Regions from separate parts of the Danio rerio genome. Here region 1 is linked to region 2. A link is a contact called in public Micro-C data. All regions are on one chromosome and are shown on one strand. The core of a region is the stretch at or near the end of the contact, and the rest is flanking DNA. Distances in the headings are between cores, read along the strand shown. Region 1 has its middle 56 kb from the start of alg2. Region 2 has its middle 11 kb from the start of alg2.

Region 1 (3,488 bases), core at 964-3,463, 45 kb after region 2:
TCCGCAAAAAACGTTTTGCTCATGTATTATATCACCAGATGTGAAAATACGCCGTACACGAGATCAAAAGAGTGCATTTCATATACAACAACCCAGCTTACACACAATACCCACCACCCAGAAGACCCTCACACCTCATCTGTCTGTCCATTTGTCTTATCTGTCTATCTGCCTGTCTTGGTCTGTCCACTTATCTACAAATATTTGTATGTCTAGCTGTCTATCTATCCATCTATCAGTTAATCCCACCGTTGATTGATTTCATTTACTTTTGCGTCCACTTATATCTCTTTCAGTCTCTTTGTCTGTCTGTCTACTAATCTACTGTTTGTCTAGTTATCTGTCCAACTATCTATACATCTATTTCTGTCAGTCTATCTAACTATCTGCCTGTCTGTTTATCTATTCACCCGTCTATATGTCCATCTATTTCATGTCCACTTCAATACATCTATTTCTGTCTATTTATATGTCCATCCATCCATCCATCCATCTATCCGTGTGCATGCCTATCTGTAAATCTATTTTTGGCAGTCTATCCAACCATCTGTCTGTCTGTCTATCCATTTACCTGTCTATATGTCCATTTATCTCATGTCCACTTCAATACATCTATGTCTGTCTGACTGTCTAGCAATTTATCCATCCGCCTAACCGTCCATCCATCCATCTTTCTATCCATCCATCCATCCATCCATCCTTCCTTTCATCCATCCATCCATCCATCCAATCTATGTCTGTCTGACTGTTTAACGATTTATTCATCCGTCCAACCATCTGTCCAACCATCCATCCATGCATCCAACGATCTATCTATCTGTCTGTATGTCCATCTGTCCGTCCGTCTATCTTTCTATATGCATGTCTATCTGTCCATCTATTTCTGTCAGTCTATCAAAATATCTGTCTGTCTATCCATCTGTCCGACCATCCGTCCAACTGTCCATCCATTATCTTTCCATCCATCCATCCATCCATCCATCCATCCATCCATCCATCCTGTCTGTCTGTCTATCTATTCAACTGTCTATATGTCCATTGATCTCATGTCCACTCAATACATCTATGTCTGTCTGACTGTCTAACAAATGTATCCATCCGTCCGACCATCTATCTATCTGTCTGTCTGTCGGTCTGTCTGTCTATCTATCTGTATGCATGTCTATCTGTCCATCTATTTTTGTCAGTCGATCAAAATATCTGCCTGTCTATCTATTCACCCATCTATATGTCCATCTATCTCATGTCCACTTCAATACATCTATGACTTTCTGACTTTCTAGCAATTTATCCATCCGTCCAACCTTCCGTCCAGCCATCCATCCATCCATCTTTCCATCCATCCATCCATCCATCCATCCATCCATCCATCCATCCATTCATCCATCTATCTGTATGTGTGTCTATCCGCCCATCTATCTCTCTACATCTGTCTGCGGTCTGTCTATCTATTCACTTTTCAGTCTATCTGTAAGTCTATCTCTCTGTGATCACTTATCTGTCTGTCTATCCAACTATCTGTCTGTCCATCCATCTCAACATCTCTCTCTCTCATTTTATTTACTGTGATTCACGTTATAACCATCAAAATGTACAAATGAACAGCCAGCATTAAAATATGCCATGACAAACTTTACCGATCTACAATGAACACAATAATAAGGCTGTAGGCCCAATGAGTTCAGTCAACATCCCCACTGAATTGTGCCTCAGATTGTTGTGTATATCTCACATATTAATCAGGATGCACTTCACCAACGGAAGGAAACCACACGCCAACACAAGAGACACGAGACAGGGCATATTTTATGTCTCAGCGCAGAATGACTGTATGCACAGGTATAGTGAGAAAAAAGAACTCATCTCAACGCTTTCTAAAAAAGGACCAAAACCAAAACACATCAAACACATGACATGAAACTGCATCCCATATAAAGTATAGTTAAGATCTACAAAGCATATTAAAAAACGAATATAAGTTCCGATATGACTACAGCGGTGATATTGAGCCTGAGGGCTGATGTCTCTGGAGTGTTTTGCTTCATTAAAGCCCTATATTGGCTCAGAGGGGCTGCTGAGCACAAAATAACTTTAGATTTCTACTGTCAGTCAAAGCAGCGACTACTAACTACTGATGGCCCAGTGAACTCAGGTGTGTGTGTAAGAGTAAGAGAACAGCCCAAGGCTTTACAGGGATGAACAAAGACATTGGGGAGAAACCGGTAACACAGCAGTGCTGCAGGGACACACACATGCACACATGTAACACCACAGACGGTGCAGCTGTCAGAAGCCAAAGCATTCCAGTCATCAGACTGCGCACCGTCTCTCTCGCTGTTTCCCTCTATCATTTATGCCTGGCTTCATTTGAAAAGTACAGGTCAACAACAGGAAAACTAGGAACTGGTTTTTGTAATTGATATGGGTGTTGTTTTTAAAGAACAATATGAAAGATTGCTCAAGTATAACTTGCAGAAGTTATATTACTAACACCTTACATTAAGTGTAATCTGTTACAGTTTTACCCTGTCGCTTTGGTCAATTTCTCAGATCAGAATTGAAATTTGCAAAACAGTAGGTGCATTTCTCAAAACTACACATACAAATAGCAAAACACCATGAATTACCTGCAAAAGCCAGTCTCTTGCTCAAAATAGATAGTTCATCACTCAAAACTAAATTTCTGTGTTAGTGAACGTGTAAGTGCTGTCAGAATGACAAGTGCTTGTGTCATTGTGTACGGATAAGACTACTTATGCTGAGTTCAGACTGTATGATTTTACCCCCAATTTTGACTCGCTGACAGAATTTGAGAAATCGCTGTCAAATGCCTGAAATCACAGGCAAATCTGTAATAATGACACAGTATGAATTATCAAAGACGTGGTCTGAGAGAATAGCCAAAGAGTCGCTGACACCTGTGAGATATTTTGCTTTCTAAATATCTGGAGCTGTCGGCAATTCAAATCATGCAGTGTGAAATGAGTTCTGACTGAAAATAACACCGGCGATTTCCTACAGTCAATGAGAGAGCAGCATCCACTAGAATGGGTACCAGCAGGCCAACGGAAGAATGGGGGAGAAGTTAAAAGCACTTATTTTCAGTCTATTGGAGCCAAAATAAATAAATAAATAAATAAATTGTGTAAATTTGGCAGGATCACCCATGTCTGTTTGACATGCCATCTGAGCAATATCACAACCGGGTTGAAAAAAAAAAAGTTGAGGAGAAATTTATAATTCCCCTCAAACGCCAGGGGCCTCATGTACGAAGACTTGCGTGGAAATCTTACTAAAACATTGCGTACGCACAAAGCTGTAAATGTGCGTACGCAGAAAAAAATTCAGATGTATGAAACACTGCGTACGTCGAATCTCACGCATATTCTTTTGTACATCAGAATAAACGTAAAACTGAGCGCAACATGCTAGAGCACAAAACCCCTCCAAGCCTCCTCCCCCGTATGAATATGCTAATGACTCTACTT
Region 2 (3,128 bases), core at 596-3,095:
AGAAATTATGAGATGTGTTGAAAAAAATGCATGGAGTGTGTTAACAAGCGACATTAAGAGTTAAAAAAACAAAAACAAACTAATTTTAGTTTCTTGGTGGGCCAGTTAAAGGGTTAAGATGTTTTACTTTCTGCAGATTGACAGTTTCCGAAAAGTTTGAAAAGTTTATGTGAATATTTTCAATTTCATAAGGTTCCTTTTACAGCAATGATGTTGTAATGTAATGACAAAACATTCAGTTAAATAGACTCAAGCATTCACTAGTCATTAGCCGCTGGTCAATGCAGAAACTGCATTGAAAATACTGGGGTCAGATTAATTTCCATATTTTAAAGACATGGCACAGAAAAATGTAATTTAATGCAGTGCTTCTTGTTAAGTTCGATACTACTTTAAATCGTATCTCAGCAAGGCAGTGAAAATTGCTGTTTTTTAAAGAAATCAGATTTGATTACTGGCTGAGGCAGACTGAAATTAAAAGTCTGTGTGGATATACCCCTTGTTTTGTGTCCACTTATTTTTGTTACATTAACCTAATCGATTTTTGTTGGGACCACGTGAATGAATCTTGTGGAATCCTGCATTTTTATACAGTGTACAAAATGTTCAAATTCAAATTTGGAGGAAATGTTACCAGAAGAACAAAACAAACATGAACATTTGACTCAAACACATACCTAATAATACCTATTTTTAATTTCATGCATTTTATTTTTTGATATATTACACCATTAATGTGTTCGTATATTTATATCATGGACTGCAGGAAGTCATACTGAACACTTGTCAAAATTCTTTGAAATTTAAAGAAGTGTTTGGATGAGCATGTTCACACCTCGAGGTTCAGTTTTTCTTTTTTTCTTGTAACCATTTCCTGAGATCAAACCACTGCCTGTGTAGAGGGACAGCCCCGAAAAAAAACACACACACTCATATATCACTAACACGAACTGCATGCACATCTCTCATACACGTTTCAAAAGGCCACATGGCTCACACTGCTCTTTTTTTTTCTTTCTCTTTCACATGCACACATAAACAGACATCCTCCTCATTTCCTCAGAGGACACGAAGTTAAACACTCACTGTCCTTCAGTGATATCACTTTCCACACATCCTCAGTATCAGATTTAAAGTCATAAAAGTACACATTTAAGGGAAAAACTGGGTATAATCTGCAGGAAACCAGAAGTAGAGCGGATCTGCTTGGAAACCAGGTTGGCAGCGGCAAGTCAAGGTGGAAATGCATTTTAGAGGATGTGGTTCAGGAAAAAAGCACAGTTTGTCTCCACCCCCAAAAGGTGGTAAGGTGGACCCTTCCACTCAGGGAAATTCTGTGTAATTTTGGAAAAAGAATAAGGCGGGCGGGTGGTGGTCAGGTCAAATGGGGTCCTTAAAAATGATGACTCAAACCACTTTTGGTGGTAGGCAGAGACGCGTGTTATGACATCACGTTTGTAGCATAAATGTTACCGTGTTATTGATTAAAATACTCGTCTGTCAGTCATATGTAGTGCTAAAACAATGGTATTAAATAATCTTGCCACTAATATGCAAGCAAAATCTAAAAATGCTGGCGATACTGCTGTTGTGGAAAACCGGAGATGGATGGTAATGCAAGGTGTAAACAGGCCTTCATACTTCAGATGCTTCCGCAGATATTTGGAACAGTGTAGAATCGCATTCACACACGCAGCAGCAGTTTAGGTGTGTCGAGCATTACAGCACAATCTGTCACGTGACCGTCAAACTGTGATACAAAGAGGAAAAAAAAGCTGACAAGTGCGGTTTGACTTCTTGAAGAAGCCATTTAGTGTGAGGACTGTGCAAGAGCCTGGAGGTGATGACATGGTGACATTTGCAGAAGTAGAACAGGAGATTCAGCAGTGGCAGGGCACTCCTCGTCTGTGGGAGGTGGGCCTTCTGAATTCTTGTTTGGAGTTACGTAACATGAAGAGCATTGCGATTTGTGCCAAGGTGGATTAATAATCTTAGGAAATACATTATTCTTTCAGAACTGTTACCATTAATGTTTGTGGTGTCTGCTCATTGACATTAAGACTTCAAGAGTTTACACTTAAATATTGCTTGATAATAATTACAGGTTTGGCATGCTGTCCCAGAAGAGAACCCCGAGCTCGGAGATAATTGAGCCCAGGGCTCCCGCCTGGTCAGTGAGCATGTAAGGGGGTACGAGATCAGGTTGTTCTTGAGAGCTCCCCCTGGTAAAGGAGGAAAAGGGGTGGATGGGGAATTCTTCAAAAAAACTAATATAAGGGAGTGATGCCAGACAGGCTATTTATAGTGAGTTTGGAATAATCTGAAAGATGAGAGACCAGCTGCGATCAATCATATCATGCGCTCCTCTCGAAATTACTTTGTGAAACTTCACTTATTCAGACTAATGATGTCATCGTATTCTATTCACTCATTTACTCACTCGTCTTCTTTCGGCTTAGTCCCTGATTTATCAGAAGTCACCACAGTGAAATGAACCACCAATTACTCACTCTGGCATTTGTTTTATACAGGGGATACCATCCAGTTGCATACCAAAACTGAGTCTACACTAACTCGTGAACCCGCAGTGCTGGGAAACACTCACAAACTCCCTCATTTACACACACTACGGCCAATTTAGTTTTATTGAATTCACCTATATACTGGACACTGGAGGAAAACGGAATACCCAGAGGAAACCCACGTGAAGACAAGGAGAACATGCAAACTCTGTACAGAAAAGCCTCCTGGCCCAGCCGTGATTTGAACCTGCTGTAAGCCACTGTGCTGCTCTTAAAAAAAAATATTGGAATAATTATCGTAATTTAGGTGTGACTTTTTTTTTCATCATGACTTTGAAGTGTGAAAAGGAAAAGTCATTTGTTCACATTTTGGGTGGCCATTGAAAATGCAAACATATAAATTTGTTTTTAAAGACCACATTTTTTAATAAACATACAATGTTTCATGTCTCATATAGCATAACTAAGAAAGTAAACTTTAAAATAATGATGGCATACGCATATGCATTATTCGTTAGGAATGCGACAACCAGATGTGATTAGTACAACCACAATACCCAAGATATATTATATACTGTATGCACAAATACATAGTGTTTCATTACA

Evidence for each region. Hi-C and Micro-C count contacts between places; a contact is called where the count stands out from the background.
Region 1: a contact with region 2 is called in a Micro-C map of caudal fin, with 1.6 times the contacts expected there. The contact joins two enhancer-like sites. A contact is called at or near these places in 2 of 18 Hi-C or Micro-C datasets (caudal fin and hematopoietic stem cells).

What each region holds. Positions count from the first base shown.
Region 1 is chr16:30,401,133-30,404,620 of GRCz12tu, forward strand. No RefSeq gene overlaps it. Among named protein-coding and RNA genes, the nearest start is that of alg2, 56 kb to the left of the region's middle. Within about 2 kb of position 2,214, at least 3 of the 62 cell types and tissues checked have an H3K27ac peak or open chromatin away from gene starts, as enhancers often do. A contact at or near this core is called in caudal fin, where this site is marked.
Region 2 is chr16:30,356,841-30,359,968 of GRCz12tu, forward strand. No RefSeq gene overlaps it. Among named protein-coding and RNA genes, the nearest start is that of alg2, 11 kb to the left of the region's middle. Within about 2 kb of position 1,846, at least 10 of the 62 cell types and tissues checked have an H3K27ac peak or open chromatin away from gene starts, as enhancers often do. A contact at or near this core is called in caudal fin, where this site is marked.